Linked DNA regions of Gossypium hirsutum: region 1 is linked to region 2. A link is a contact called in public Hi-C data. All regions are on one chromosome and are shown on one strand. The core of a region is the stretch at or near the end of the contact, and the rest is flanking DNA. Distances in the headings are between cores, read along the strand shown. Region 1 has its middle 26 kb from the start of LOC121217566. Region 2 has its middle 13 kb from the start of LOC107952193.

Region 1 (3,859 bases), core at 756-3,255, 390 kb after region 2:
TGGTATCTTCTTTTTAGTCGGTCTAGGAGAACATTTCGGCATGTATAGGCTAATATGTTTTGTTGAAATTTGGTATGTAAACTTTTAGCCATGCGAAAATGGCATAAATGTTCGGTTGGATTTGGTTTTATAACGTTAGGTCGTAAGTCTTGGTAATTCGATTTTTATGCCATATGTCATGGCTGATTAATTTTGGTGTTAAGATTCATGATATGGCAATAGTGTAGTAGGGAGATGTTTGACAATGATTAGCCTTTGGTATGGCTAGTCATGATTATAATTTTGTGATATGTATGATGAATTACTAGTTAGATCAATGAGAAATCACGAAATGGGCATAGTTGCTTCAGTAACAGATGCTGGCAGCAGCAGTGACGTGGGATTGAAAAATTACAAAAATTAGTAGGAATGGAATTAAATAGTGAATAAATTATTTAATCGAAGCTAGATGAGTCTATTTTCATATAGAAGTAACGAAACGATCATATGGACAGTATGTTAAGAGATATTCAGGTTCTCGTGAGACAGGGCCAGAACGGTTTCTGGGTTCCCTGTTCCGACTTTGGAAATTCATTATAAATTAACCAGAGATAATTAGGAGTCATGCCATATATGTATAGATTCCTCTCTGAGTCTAGTTTCTATAGAAACAAACGGCATCAGTATTGAAGCTCTGTGCAGGGAGTTATCCAAATCGTAATGCATGAAGGTCAGTGTAGTCGCACCCTGTAATAGGGGAGAATTTAACTAATAAACTGTACTAATTGTCCTGACCAAAAATTCTACGAAAATTCTACCATATAGGTTTATGAGTCTAGTTCCAGGGAAAATTTACGGAACTGGATTTCGAGTTTCAGAACTCAAGATATGATTTTTAAAGCGACTAGCACGCAGATTGGCAGCTTGTCTGGGAAATGTCAAATAAGTGGTTTGAAGTCTTTTAACACCTCGTGTTCGACTCCGGCGACGGTCTCGGGTTCGGGGTGTTACATTACAAATGGTTTTAATTTGGACAAAAAATTATGGGTTAAAATTGTACGATTGCTTGGGATTTGAGTCTGGTAATGCCTTGTACCCTCTTTCGGCATCGAATACGGGTAAGGGGTGTTACATGGATAGCATGGTTGGTTTCTGTAACAGGGGTAAATCGTGCGGAGCAACAAAAACCATTTCAAACTCAGCCAATAGATTTCTCTTATGCTTTGGTTCTACTGTGCCTTCCGTCGCTGGTCCCGTATCAATTTGTAAACAATAATACACAGCCACTACCTTAGTGTCTTTCAGACACCGTAAGAATTGCAATTGTATTGGTTGAGGTGCCAACCCTATTTCCCCTTGCTAACGATGTTCCTTTTCCCCTTGACGGAATTGAAACTGAAACGTGGAAAAATTCATATTCACTGGCCCTATAGTGGCCATCCAAGCAACCCCTAAAACCATTCGGTACCTTCAAAAGGTAGCACATAGAAGTCTATGATCAATTCAGTGCCCTAAAATCATAGTTTAAGATCATGCACACAACCTTCATTCTGTAACTTATCTTCATTACCCACCAAAACCCTAAAATTTGGCGTTGCCGTCATTGTCAAACCTAAATGTTTCATTATTCGGGATTGTAAAAAGTTGTGTACTGCCACCGTCAATCAAAATACGTATCTGACAGCCTCGAATCTCCCCTGTAACACAAAAGGTATTATGAGTTAAGCAGCCTGCGAGGGCATTGAAGGAGACCAAAAATTGTTCTTGTACGGTTTCGTTGAAACCCTCTAGTTCATTGGCTTTATTCTCTACCGCATTTGTCCCCGGAACTAGGTGCTCATCCTTAAGTTCATCATCAAATAGAAGTAACTGAGGATCCTTAAATTTATGATCCGAAACGAAATTAGCATTACAATAATAACACAAAACTTTCTCTCGTCTTGCTTGAGCTTGAACAGTAGAAATCCTGCGGGGTTGCATAGGGTTAGGAGAGATTGTGTGACAGTCTAATGGAGGTGGGTGTCTAGGTTGTGCTTTAGGCCTAATAAGAAACGTGGTGAGTGTTGGTAATAGAGGCAATAGTTTTAGACCCGGTACCCGACCTAATAAATTTTATGTCTCGTTGAATTTGGCTTTATGAAAGCGGGCCAGAGCAAGTACTTCATTCATAAATTGGATTGATAGCCCATGACCTTATTTTTTATGTCTGAACGAAGCCCAAACACAAAACATTGTGTAAGGAATTCATCATATAGGTTGGTTGTGCGCAAGGCAAGATCTTCAAAACGTGTTTGATAATCTTCCATTGTCATTGTTTGGATAAACTTAGAAAGCTGCTATTCCGACGATTTGATTTCCATCACTGCGAACTGTCATCGAATCCCTCCGACCAAATAGTGCCAACTTGCCAGTTGACATTGTTGTTGCATCCAACAGAACCATTTATTGGCAGTTTCTTCCATTCTAAAGGATGCATGGTTGCTCGATGTGGTCTTTAGTGTCGTAAAACTCAAAGAAGTCATTCACGGATGCTAGCCACTCTTCTGGGTCCGTCCCGTTAAAAGCGGTAACTCCACTTGAACCAGTTTTGGTGAGAAGGGAAATACGACATCAGATTCAGATATCATCTTTGCCTTACCTTGATTAACCATGATTTCCCGTGTACCTTCACCATCGTAAGAAGTGGTTGCCATAGCTCCCAACTATGCATAAATCACTTTTAACTAGTGGATTACATCCTGAAGGGTTTGCTGAGTGGTTGCATTCCATTGCATCTGATCCTTCGCTTGAGATTGGGGAGAGACCAAAATTTTATTGTGACGGGCACTCTTTTCCTGTAAAGTTTTTATGGATTTGGTGTAATTCACCATATTGTCCAATCTCGATGAAAGAACTAAAATGCTATGTGTCAGTAACCAAAAAAAGAGAATGTATGAATAGAAAAGGAGAATAGATTGTAGGTTAAGGAGTTGGGAAAATATCCAAGGACTACAGATAGATTTCTCATTTTACATGCACTATTATTTATATTCTTAATCCTTAGGATCCTTAGAAGCGGACAAAATCGGTTAAGGCCAGGGGTGCCTTTCTCTCTCTCAAGCTTCTGCGTAATTCTCATTTGTCCTTGGTGACCATTTCTTGATTGCCAGCTCCTCCTGTGGTTACGTCCTCATTCCTTGCTTCTACTATCTCAAATCTTTCCTTGACAAATTACCATTAGAAAATGTTGTAAAAGGACAAAACTGAATATTTTAGCTATAATTAAGGGGTCAAATTATATATATTAACCCTTCAATTATGTGCCACGTCACTTTTCTGTTAAGAGTGTAACGACTTTTAAGGGATGAGTGACCAAAACGTTATAAGTTGATAATTTTAGTGACCAAAATGTAACTTTTCATAGTCCAATGAAAAAAAAAGAAATTTGCAAAAATTTAGTGACCATATTTGTAGCTTACCCTTAATAAGTCTAGGTTTGACTTTGTTTTAATGGAAATCTAGCTTTGATTTCTTAAAGAAAAAAAAAGAAAAAAAATGATAGCAAATCAAATTAAAAAAAAATAGTTTCAATACTTCTTTAAATTATTTTTACTCTAATTTTTAAGATTTAAATTTTTTTTGAAAGTATCAAAATAAAATTTTAATTATAGGTCAAGGATAATTGGTGTAGTTTACCCTAAAATTTTTTGTGTTTTTCCCAATTTTTTAGAGTTCTTTTTAGATTAAGACTAAATTGACAAATTTTGTAAATAATGATGGCCAAACTTATTGAATTTTTAGTATTACAACTAAAATGAAAAATTTTGTAAACATTGAGGTAGAAATTTGTTGCGTTTTTTAACATAAATTTTAATATTTTAATATTTTAAAAAATTTATAT
Region 2 (4,093 bases), core at 789-3,288:
TTAGATTTTTAGTTGGTTTACGATTGCATCAAGTTCTTTTCTAGTCTGTGTGTTTGCTTGAAGAGAAGCAAAGATTTAAGTGTGAGAATTTGATCTGTCATAATTTAATATGGCAAATTGAGTCATTTTCAATACTTAACAACCTTTGAATCAAGAATTTTAATGTTATTTTAATAGTTTTATGATTTATTTGTTATTTATGTTTTGTCGATTAAAATAAGCCTTGTAAGATATTTATTGACAAATTAAGCAACATCATTCCTAATAAATTCTAACTAAGTGATGTAATTGGTGTAAGAAACTGACTTGAGCTAAATGGCATAGATGTTAGAAGATTGTTGAGAATGTTGCTGCATTGGATACACGAAATCATGACATTAAAGCTGAATATGTACCTAGGATGAATTTCGAGATACATCATCATTGTAGGTGGACTATGACCAAGGTCACGACATTGGAGGTTAAGAGTAGCGACATTGAAAAAGTGAAGTTACAAATTTTGATAAATAAAGTGAACTTTTATTGTTATTTAAAACATTTCATTTTTACAATTTAATTACAAATCGTGTAAATATATAACCTTTGCGTAAGAAGGGAACTAATACTAGTAATAAATAAAAGCATCATCATGTTAATCTTTTAGGTTCTTTGATGGAAAACTCTCTGAAAGTGGTGACGGTGATGGTGATTCACAATTATCTGAAGATCGTAACACCAAGAAAATTAGGTTTAAAGATGATTCCGATGGGGCTTCTGTGGATATGGCTATGGACTCTGATCCACCTTTAAGTGCGACAATGTCATGGAAAGACAAACTCTTTGGGGCTGGTTTGTCTTGTGCTGGTCAGGAAGTTGCGGGGGTTGATGGGGGAAGTGATGGAGATTTTATTCTGTTGGACGATGATATTATAAGGTCCACTGTTAATGGAATCCCGACAATTGATTTCTCCGATCGAGTCAAAGAAATTTTATACAAAGAGATGGAGATGACAGTAGTTTTAAAACTACTAGGCCAAAATATCAGCTATGGTGTTCTGTTTATTCGAATTAGAAACCTTTGGAAGCATATACATCCATTTCAATTAATGGATATTGAGAATGGGTATTTTTTGGCTAAGTTCTAGAACAAGGAGGATTATGACGATGTTTTAACACAGGGACCATGGATAATTTTTGGGCAATATTTGACAGTCCAACCGTGGACAAAAGACTTTTCTCCCCTTCAACCATACCCAAGTGTAGTTATGGCGTGGATCAGGCTACCTGGATTACCTGGGTTTATGTACAAGAGGATGATCCTCGAGGCAATTGGAAGCATGATCGGTAAGGTTGTAAAGTTTGACTTTAATACCGATAATAGAACTAGGGGCAGATTTTCCAGAATGGCTCTGTTCATCAACCTGGATAAGCCTCTCATTTCTCAGATTTGTGTTAATGGAAAAATTCAGAGGGTGGAATATAAAGCCTTACCAACGGTTTGTTTTACCTGTGGAAAATACGGGCATGTGAGGGAGTTGTGTCCCTTATTGAAAGAAACATCGGACAAAGCTAGTGACAAAGTGGTGATTGACGGTGGTTCAAGCAACAACAATGGCTACCTTAGGAAGGACTCTGAACCAACTTTCAGTCCTTAGATGTTGGTGGAGCATAGATCCCAGTGAAGATCAAGGAACTCTCAGAATTCTGGTGGTATGGTTGCTAGAAAAGGGAGGTTGGGCTCCAAATTTAATGTCCTTAACATTAAAGGTAAGAGGACTGGCAGTGAAGAAGAGACGACAAAGGCAGATTTTGGGGGATTAAACGCTAATGCGGTGGAATCTGATTTGATTCCCCTTGATTCTAGGGAAGAAAATAATATTAAATCTGTGACTTACCCGCATATTAAAGCTACTAAAAAATTGGTTCTTGATTCAGATGCCCAAAAGAATATTTGCAATCCGGGCCTGAATTTGGAAGCCTAAAAGAATACTACTAAATTAGTTACTAAGCGCATGGGGGGAAGAGTCCATTTGGGCCAAGAAAATGACAGAATAAGGCTGAAAAGTCTGAGGAAAAATATAATGATTGATAGTGGGTCAAATGGGTCTCTGGTTAGGCCGCCATCCAAAGAGAACCCAAACGGATTATGTTTGCAGGCTTGTCCAATTGAAACAAATCTTTTTGCATCCAGTATACATATGAATTCAAGGACCACAAGTATTCAAGCTTGTGGATCGGTGGAAAACCAAGATAGGCCTTTGCCTCTCTCCAGGCCCGTTAATGACCAATAGCTTTCTCCTGCATAGTCCAATTCCAAGAAACCTTAGGTTTTTCCAAATGTTAAATTAATTTCGACTAACCTAGAATTTGTTACTGTTTTTTCGGATGCAGGTAACTTTGGAAACCATTTTGACTCTAAACTGCGAGCTAGCAACTCAAATTATATCAAGGCATATTTCAACCCAGCTTTTGAAGGCCTTGTAAAGGTTGAGGTCCAGCTAACTGATAATATTTTAGATCAAGGGAAACACTTTGCTGTCACTTTTAAAAAATTTTCTAATTCTCCTTATTAGTCTAAAGGTCATACTTTTGAGCCTATAAGTGCAGGCAACACAGGAAATAAGGATCGAAAAAGCAATGAAAATTTTGGCATTACTAAAGGAGGACATAATAATAGTAATGTCTTAAAGGGACGCGAGAGTATATTTAAAGCTTCTGTAAACTCACGAGTTTCTTTAGCTGACTCTATGAAATAGGTGGCAAAGCTTATATCCTCTGACCTCTCGAACGAAGATAAAATGGGAGTGCTTGTTGAATCTAACCCTAGTGGATTGAATGATTCCCGATAGCAATGGTATGGTTCTTTACAATTTTTTATTAATTATGAATCTCTCGATTTTTTCTTAGAATTGTCAAGGATGCACCAATGCCAGATTTCCTCGCATTTTTCGTGGGTATACTATGGAGTACAGACCAAATATTATTAGCTTGTTCGAAAGTAGAGTTAGTGGGCCCAAGGCTGATAAAATTATTGCACATTTGGGATTTCAATTTTCTCACCAAATGGAGGCTATTGGTTATGCTAGGGGCATTGGATTGGATGGAATAAGTCTGTTAAAGTTGAGATTATACGAAAACACCCCCAATTCATTATTACTCGGGTTTGGCTTAGTTTTTCGTCAAATTTGATTTCAATTAGGTTCATTTATGGAAGTCCTAATTGTCAGAAGCGGAAAAACCTTTCGTATGATTTGAGAGATACTATTCCTGTTGGGCAAACTCCTTGGATGGTGATCGGAGACTTTAATGCTATTCTTTCCTCAAATGAGAAAATGGATGGCCTTTCGGCTGGCAAGAGATGCCCTCACTTTGGTAATTTTGTGAAATTGGCTAACCTTCATGATTTGGGGTTCAGGGGACCTCCCTTTACATGGCATAAGGGTAAATCTGTTTGAAAGATTGATTCGTGCATTGGGAAATGAGGCTTGGGTTAACTATTTTCCAAATAGCTTAATTACTCATCTTCTAAGGATTAAATCTGTTCACGGACCTCTTCTCTTCAGCCTCAATCCGAGTTTAGACTTGCCTAGGGGAAGACAATTTAGGTTCTTAGCAGGCTGGGTTGAACACCTTGATTTTGATAATCTAGTGAAGAATCAGTGGGACTTTCAAGGGAATATGTCCGTTGTAACATCCCAAATTATGGCCTAGTCAGAACAGTGGTTTTGAGACCAAAAATCTTAGATAGAAATAATTGTTTTATGATTTTTATGAGGTCCATGATAGGTATACAGGCTTGTGAAAAACTTTTCATGAAGAAATTCTATGCATAAAATGTCTAATTGAACTGTAGGGACCAAAATGAAAAAGATGCAAAACTTGTGTTCTAGAAGCTTTAAGCATGAAATTGCAATAGATTATTAATTAGAAGGACCTAATTAGCAATTTGTCTAATTTTTAAAAGTTTGGACAAAAATGGACATGCATAGGAAAAATTTGAAAGAAAGGCTTTAAGGGCATTTTAGTCATTTGGTAATTAAATGAATTACAAAGGGAAAAATCAAGTGAAAATGTTGTCCATCTTCTTCAAGGGGTGCCTAAAATTGAAAGGAGC

The links. Hi-C and Micro-C count contacts between places; a contact is called where the count stands out from the background.
Region 1: a Hi-C map of leaf shows a contact between it and region 2, with 2.2 times the contacts expected there. The contact joins two enhancer-like sites. A contact is called at or near these places in 2 of 34 Hi-C or Micro-C datasets (both in leaf).

Annotation. Positions count from the first base shown.
Region 1 is chrA02:34,995,171-34,999,029 of Gossypium_hirsutum_v2.1, forward strand. No RefSeq gene overlaps it. Among protein-coding and RNA genes, the nearest start is that of LOC121217566, 26 kb to the right of the region's middle. Within about 2 kb of position 2,006, at least 6 of the 9 cell types and tissues checked have an H3K27ac peak or open chromatin away from gene starts, as enhancers often do. A contact at or near this core is called in leaf, where this site is marked.
Region 2 is chrA02:34,600,178-34,604,270 of Gossypium_hirsutum_v2.1, forward strand. No RefSeq gene overlaps it. Among protein-coding and RNA genes, the nearest start is that of LOC107952193, 13 kb to the right of the region's middle. Within about 2 kb of position 2,039, at least 8 of the 9 cell types and tissues checked have an H3K27ac peak or open chromatin away from gene starts, as enhancers often do. A contact at or near this core is called in leaf, where this site is marked.